2 separate regions of the Mus musculus genome follow, and region 2 is linked to region 1. Evidence: chromatin contacts called from public HiChIP or PLAC-seq data. All regions are on one chromosome and are shown on one strand. The core of a region is the stretch at or near the end of the contact, and the rest is flanking DNA. Distances in the headings are between cores, read along the strand shown.

Evidence for each region. HiChIP or PLAC-seq counts read pairs in DNA pulled down with a chosen protein or histone mark.
Region 2: an H3K4me3 HiChIP or PLAC-seq map of bone marrow-derived macrophages shows a contact between it and region 1, with 4 times the contacts expected there. The contact joins two enhancer-like sites. A contact is called at or near these places in 3 of 39 promoter capture datasets (the HPC-7 cell line and cranial neural crest), 4 of 15 datasets of contacts at CTCF or cohesin (CD8 T cells, the G1E-ER4 cell line, the NIH/3T3 cell line and 1 more), 6 of 484 Hi-C or Micro-C datasets (LSK cells, Sertoli cells, bone marrow-derived macrophages and 2 more), 4 of 115 datasets of contacts at active chromatin or transcription factors (CD8 T cells, the HPC-7 cell line, bone marrow-derived macrophages and 1 more) and 4 of 9 other capture datasets (adipose tissue, embryonic stem cells, liver and 1 more).

Annotation. Positions count from the first base shown.
Region 1 is chr11:49,980,319-49,983,630 of GRCm38.p6, forward strand. No RefSeq gene overlaps it. Among named protein-coding and RNA genes, the nearest start is that of Rnf130, 43 kb to the right of the region's middle. Within about 2 kb of position 1,518, at least 68 of the 459 cell types and tissues checked have an H3K27ac peak or open chromatin away from gene starts, as enhancers often do. A contact at or near this core is called in bone marrow-derived macrophages, where this site is marked.
Region 2 is chr11:50,079,923-50,083,271 of GRCm38.p6, forward strand. All of the region lies in intron 3 of Rnf130 (ring finger protein 130), which reads left to right. Among named protein-coding and RNA genes, the nearest start is that of Mir340, 12 kb to the left of the region's middle. Within about 2 kb of position 2,094, at least 2 of the 459 cell types and tissues checked have an H3K27ac peak or open chromatin away from gene starts, as enhancers often do. A contact at or near this core is called in bone marrow-derived macrophages, where this site is marked.

The sequences.
Region 1 (3,312 bases), core at 268-2,767:
ACTTTTGGAACAGGGCGTGAAGCTGGAAGATGGCGCTCTCTCTCTCGGTGAAGTACCAACATGAGGACTTGAGGTTGGGTCCTCAGCAACTGTGTAAAAGCCAGGTGTTGGTGGAGCACATCTGTAGACCTGGTGTTGGGTGGGCAGAAATGCACAGCTCCCTGGAGCTCGCTAGCCAGCCAGTGACCAGTTGTTGAGCTCAAATGAGACCCTGTCTCTGTCCCTGCCTCCTGGCCACACAGACAACTTCAGGGGCCTGTGGGGAATCCTTAGAATTCTGAAAGGGTTCTGGCAGCATCCGGCCAAGATGGTCTTCTCTGCCTCCTGTAACTCCTCCCCCTCAGGTCCCCTGGGGTTTGGGGCATGCATCAGCCCTTGGGCCTTCATTGTACCCATTGACTTGTCTGCATCTAGCCTTCTGTGAACTCTGCCCAAGTGTCACTGTTTATAGTGTACATTGACACATTCCAAAGATGTGACTTTGACAGGGTGTCAGTCACTGTTTAACCATTTGACAAAATACTTGAAGAAGCTAACTTAATGAGGAGGTCTGGTTGGGTCACAGAAGGCCAGGGACACGGCACCTGAATTGACTCAGCTCTGGGAAGTGTCTTGCTGTGACATACAGGGCAGATTGCAATGTTGGAGGATTACGAGAGTAAAGGATTACGAACTCTACACAGTGCCCGAGAGCTCCTCCCCATAATCACCAAGAGGCCTCACAGAGAGAGTCATACCCTTGACTGCCACAGAGACCGAATTAGGATGTTCCTCTTAAAGCTCTTGAACCTGCTGGGGGGTGGGGTGGCACACACCTTTAACCCAGGCACTCAGAAGGCAAAAGCAGGCAGATCTCTGTGAGTTCGAGGCCAGCCTGATCTACAGAGCAAGTTCCAGGACAGCCAGGGCTACACAGAGAAACCCCGTCTTGAAAAACAACAAAACAAAACAAAAAGGTAGCTTTACACTCTGCAGTGCCAACATCCAGGTACCAAGCCTCTAACCCACGGAGCTCTGGGTGGTAACACAGTAGCCAAACCACAGTGGAGAGATGCCACCAAAATTACAAATGTTTGCTGCCTGTGGCTGCCACCCCTAGTGACTCATCTGGCCACTAGGCTCACAGACTTTTGCTGCAGAGCTGTTTGAGAGAGAAAAGATTGGAACCAGACCAGCATTCCTAAATAAGAATCTAAACTCGGTTGTCACAGGGCTCAACCTCCACAGCTGCGATAAGGGTGCTTTAGGCCCTGATAAGAAGAAATTCCCATGACCCCCAATGGTGGCTGTGGCTAGCCATACCCCACCAGCATGGCTCAGGAGTCCTGCTCAAAGCTCCACCAGCATATGTTCCTACAGCAAGGTACATGCCACCAAGTAAATGACAAGGCTCAACACTCCAACACAAGAAAATGAAGCCTTGGAGAGAGAGTGGGCTGGCAGTAAGAGAGGGGCTGGGGGTGGGGCAAGGGAGACAACAGGGCACCAGGAGAAGCCTCAGTAAAGAGTAGGCTGGCAGGTGAGGCGCTCCTGTAACTGCAGAAGGCCTCTGCGGAGTAGAGATAAGGGAGAAAGCTGGGAGACAGGAAGTAGAGGCTTTTGTGACAAGCTTTGCAACACGCTCCGAGTTATTACAAATAATACTTGGACAAGAACTGAATCTCTAAGCCAGATGGGGTTGTGGGTCTGTGACCCTAACACTCGGTTGGTTAGGCACAAGGATCAACAGTCCAAGGCCAGCCTGGGCTACATACATAGCAAGACCGTATCTCAAAAAAATAAAATAAAATAAACCCTTTCTCCCTCCAGTCCCTTGGGGCTGGGGTATGGATCTCAGTGGTAAATGACTTGCCTACAATGTTCAAAGTCCTGAGTTCAGCCCACAGCACTTCAAAAACATTCTAATAATTTGAAATGAGGGTTCCCACTTCGATGCCCAGAACAAAGAGCCTGTGGTCTTGCCTAGAGCCACGTGCTGTTAGAAAAAGCTCTGTGGATAAGGTACAGAGTGAAGTAACTATATGTGGTGAAAATGACTTCTTCTAAATCCTCTAGAAATTATCTTACATCATGGAGCAACTCAAGAAAGTTTACTCAGGGAAGTCTGCACTTTGGAGATGGATCCGTGTGTAAAGTATTTGCTGGCCAAGCACGAGGACCTGAGTTCACATCAGCACCCAGGAAAAAAGCCAGGCATAGCAGCACATATCTGTGCACACCAGCACCAGAGGAAAAGAGACGGTCAGGTCCCAGGAGCCCACTGGCCAGACAGTCTAGCCAAAATGATGAACTCCAGATTCAGTGAATCACCCTGTCTCAAAAGAAGGAAGTGGAAGCCGGGCGGTGGTAGTGTTCATCTTTAATCCCAGCACTGGGGAGGTAGAGGCAGATGAGCTCTGAGTTCGAGTCCAGCCGGATCTACAGAGTAGCTGCCAGGATATCCAGGGCTACACAGAAAAACCCTGTCTCAGGAAGTCAAAATGAACAAACAAATAAATAAACCCTGTTTCTAAAAACCAAAATAAATAAATAGACAAACAAACAAATATGAATAAAGCAGAGGCTAACAGAAGACATCAAATATTGACATCTGCACTCCATTCTCATGTACAAGTACACCCAAACACACATCTGCATCCACATGCACACACACACACACACACACACATCAAAACAAAAGAGACAAGAAAATTTACTAAAACTGTATAAACTATGAGTCTTGTGACATTTGAACCGTGACCACTTCCTCTCATGAGCAACAACACAAGTCAACTCCAAAGGGCACAGCCAAGAACACAAAGCCCGACAGGATTCAGCCCTACAAAGAAGACAGGCTGCCAGGCTCTCCCACTGGGGGTCCAGCTCTACTAAGGTGCAGCCTCGACTGAGCAAAGCAGAGAGGTAAGGAGCCCTTCCTGCACACAGCCCCATGCAGAGAATAGATGGTCCTCGCTGCTTCCTCTGGGAGTGTCAGGGGCCCTGCTCACACTCACAGTAGCTCACCCATGTGGTGGAAATACCTTGCTGTGGAGAAAGGAAGGAAGGGAGGGAGGGAGGGAGGGACGGAGGGAGGGAGGGAGAGAGGGAGGGAGAGAGGAAAGAAAAGAGACAGAAAGATGTCCCATTTAGTATTCAACGCAAAAAGCAAGGGTGTCACCCTGAGAAAGGGGGCCATGATCAAGCTGTAAGCACAGGCGTCTCTTAAACTCTTCAAAGACTACTTCAAACCCAAGGATAATTTCAAAACCACTAAAGATCTCAGTAGCAAGAAATTAATAGAAGGCCACAGCTACAAAATCCCAATAAGCTAAG
Region 2 (3,349 bases), core at 844-3,343, 100 kb after region 1:
GAGAGAGATTAAGAGAGATGAGACAGGCACAAATATAAGCTGAGTGCTCCTTATCTGAAATTCAGGACCAGAATGATTTTCGATTTCAAATTTTGGGATTTTGAAATACTTGTTTAGACCTTACTTTCTGGACAACCCTAGTGTAAAAATCTGACATCTAAAATGAGTCCATGTCTGAAATGTTTTAGAGCACATGATTTCAGAATCCTTTTGGTTTCAGATTTTTCAATTAGTGACACAGAAAGACGTTCATAGTGCTAAAGATTTGAGGTAGCTCAGACATCTGCACTACCCACAATGATCTTCAGATTTAAAGGAATCCCCATTAAACTCCTAAATGTCAGTCCTTACTGAAATGGCCAGAGAAATCCACTATAATATTTATACAAAATATCAAGAGATCCCAGATATCCAAAACAGTAGTTTTTAAAAAAGATCAAAGGTCTCCTCCAACTTTGTGATTTGAAACTTTTTGCAGAGCTAAATCAGTGTGATGCTGGTATAAAATATACAAAGTATATTAATGTGGTGCTGTTGTAATACGTATAATATGAGGACCTGTGGGAGTTTGGCCAGATGACTTTCAGCATGAGCACTGAGATTGCTTGATCCTCAATCGTGGTGCTGGAGAAATCTGAGGTCCACAAACAAAAGCATGAGATTCTTGAACTGTACATGAAAATTAAAATGAACCAAGCTTTAAACATAAGATCCATAAAGACTTTAATACCAGGACAGCAGGATCTTTGATTTGACATTGATTCTTGGATATAACCAGAAGCGCAGATAATAAAAGTAAAAGTGATAGTGTTAGATTATGTCAAAATCAAAGATTCCTCCACAGGATACAATGAACAAACTAGAAAGGCATCCTTGAAATGTAATGAAATGGTAACGTAGATTTTATAAAGCATTAAAGCACTATAAATGAAGAACTCGTACATTTCATTAACAAAAAAATGATTTTAAAAAAGGCAAAAGATGAAAACAAATTTCTCCAAAGAGAATATGAAAATGGCCAATAGACAGATGAAAGATGCATAGCCATCATTAATTAGGAAAGTACAAATGAAAAAGTCATGTTGAAGAATTACTTCATACCTGTCAGGGTGCTTAAGACAGAGAGAGGGAGAGAGAGGGAGAGAGTTATAAGAACAGCAGAAAATAACTGCTGGCATGGGTACAAGGAATGAAGCTGGTGCATTGCCAGTAAATAAGTAAATTGATAAATAAGTAGTGGATATACTATGGAAATGTGTATAATGTTTCTACAAATGATAGACATTAGCAGGAATTCAGATATATATTTTTTTTTATTTTGTTTTTTTCGAGACAGGGTTTCTCTGTGTAGCCCTGGCTGTCCTGGCACTCACTTTGTAGACCAGGCTGGCCTCGAACTCAGAAATCCTCCTGCCTCTGCCTCCCGAGTACTGGGATTAAAGGCGTGTGCCACCACGCCCAACTTCAGATCTGTTTTTTTGTTTTTTGTTTTTTCAGATATATTTTTAATAGCAACATAATAAACATTAGTCAGAAAGTTGAGGCAGCTCCAGAGTTTATCTGCACATGAATAAAATGTGATATGTGCACATATCTGTAACTCCAGCACTTGCAAAGCTTAGGCAGAGACTGTCAAATGTGATACCCACATAGGCTATGTAGCAAGAGCCTTTATCAAGAAAATGTATACACACACACAAGTGGAGCGTCATTCAGCTTCAGAAAGGAGAGAAATTCTGAGGCATGCTGCCACAGCAGTGAGCCTTGGGAAGTGCTGTGCAGAATGAAGTATGCTGGTCACAAATACCGTGTGGTTCTTCTGTAAGCTACCTAGAATACAGAAAATCATAGTAGTGATTACCAAGAGCTATGGGAGTGAGATTGGATGCAGCCACAAATATACTTAATTCACTGAGCCACAAATGTTTAAGATGGTAAATTTCATGCTACATACATGTTAATCACAATTTTTAATTTTTAAAAACTGTGAAATGAGATTAATGTATTTTGTTGATTTTATAGAATTTGAAGAAGCAGAAGGAGTGGTGCCGATAGCACAAAAGAGGAAGAATAACAGTGTACTGACAGCATGGTGGTTCACACCAGGATCTTAGTGGCTGGGAGGCTGAGGCCAAATGATTGCATGAAATTAAGGCCAGGCTGGCTACTTGTAAATTTCATGTCAGCCTTGAATATAGAGTGAGACCTTCTCTCAAATGTGATTGTGAGAGACCCAGAAATATATATACTTTTAAAAAAGCACAGTGATTTAACTGGTTAAAAATATGTATTAACTCTAAAACAGCTACTAGAATAATAGGATAAAGAATTACATAACTGAGGTCATTGAGGAGGCTCAGTCCTTAAAGGCATTTGCTGTACAAGCCTGAGGCCTGGAGTTCAGTCCCATGTATACAGACACAAAATTAATCAAAGTAAGAACTGTAAGTGTTATAACAGTGCCCAGGAGAGGAGAAGAAAAGGACATGGAGTAGGAAGCAAGTTTCAGGTGGATAGACTTACAGATTAAAAAAAGATCCACTAATCCTGGGATCTGAAATACTTGGGGTAAACACATCACTTGAAAGCAGAGATTGAGATAATGGATTTTTTTTTTTTTAAAGCAAGAACCATTTATGTGCTGCCTACTAAAAAATTTAAATATAAAAATGCATGGGCTAGGGCTGGTGAGATGGCTCAGTGGGTAAGAGCACCCAACTGCTCTTCCGAAGGTCCGGAGTTCAAATCCCAGCAACCACATGGTGGCTCACAACCATCTGTAACAAGATCTGACGCCCTCTTCTGGAGTGTCTGAAGACAGCTACAGTGTACTTACATATAATAAATAAATAAATCTTTAAAAAAAAATGCATGGGCTAAGGAGGTATTTCAGAAGCATGGCTTGTGTGAGAAATGCAAATATATAAAAAGACTTGAACGAGCCATACCTTAGAACACAAATGAAAATAAACCTTAAGTGGTTAAGTTAATTAAATTACATTAATGCCAGTGTAAAATTCAAAGCAGAGCTGTCACTGGGTGTGATGGTTTGTATATGCTTGGCCTAGTGAGTGGCACTATTTGGAGGTGTAGCCTTGTTAGAATAGGTATGGCCTTGTTAGAGGAAGTGTGTCACTGTGGATGTAGGCTTTAAGACCCTGGTCCTAACTAACTGCCTGGAAGCCAGTCTTCTAGAGGCCTTCAGATGAAGATGTAGAACTCTCAGCTCCTCTTGCGCCATGCCTTCCTGGGACTTGGTTTGTCCCAAGTTGACCTTGAACTCAGAGATATGCTTGCTTCAGACTCTTGGAATTAAAGGTGTGCACTACCTTGCCTGGACCTAAGCGTT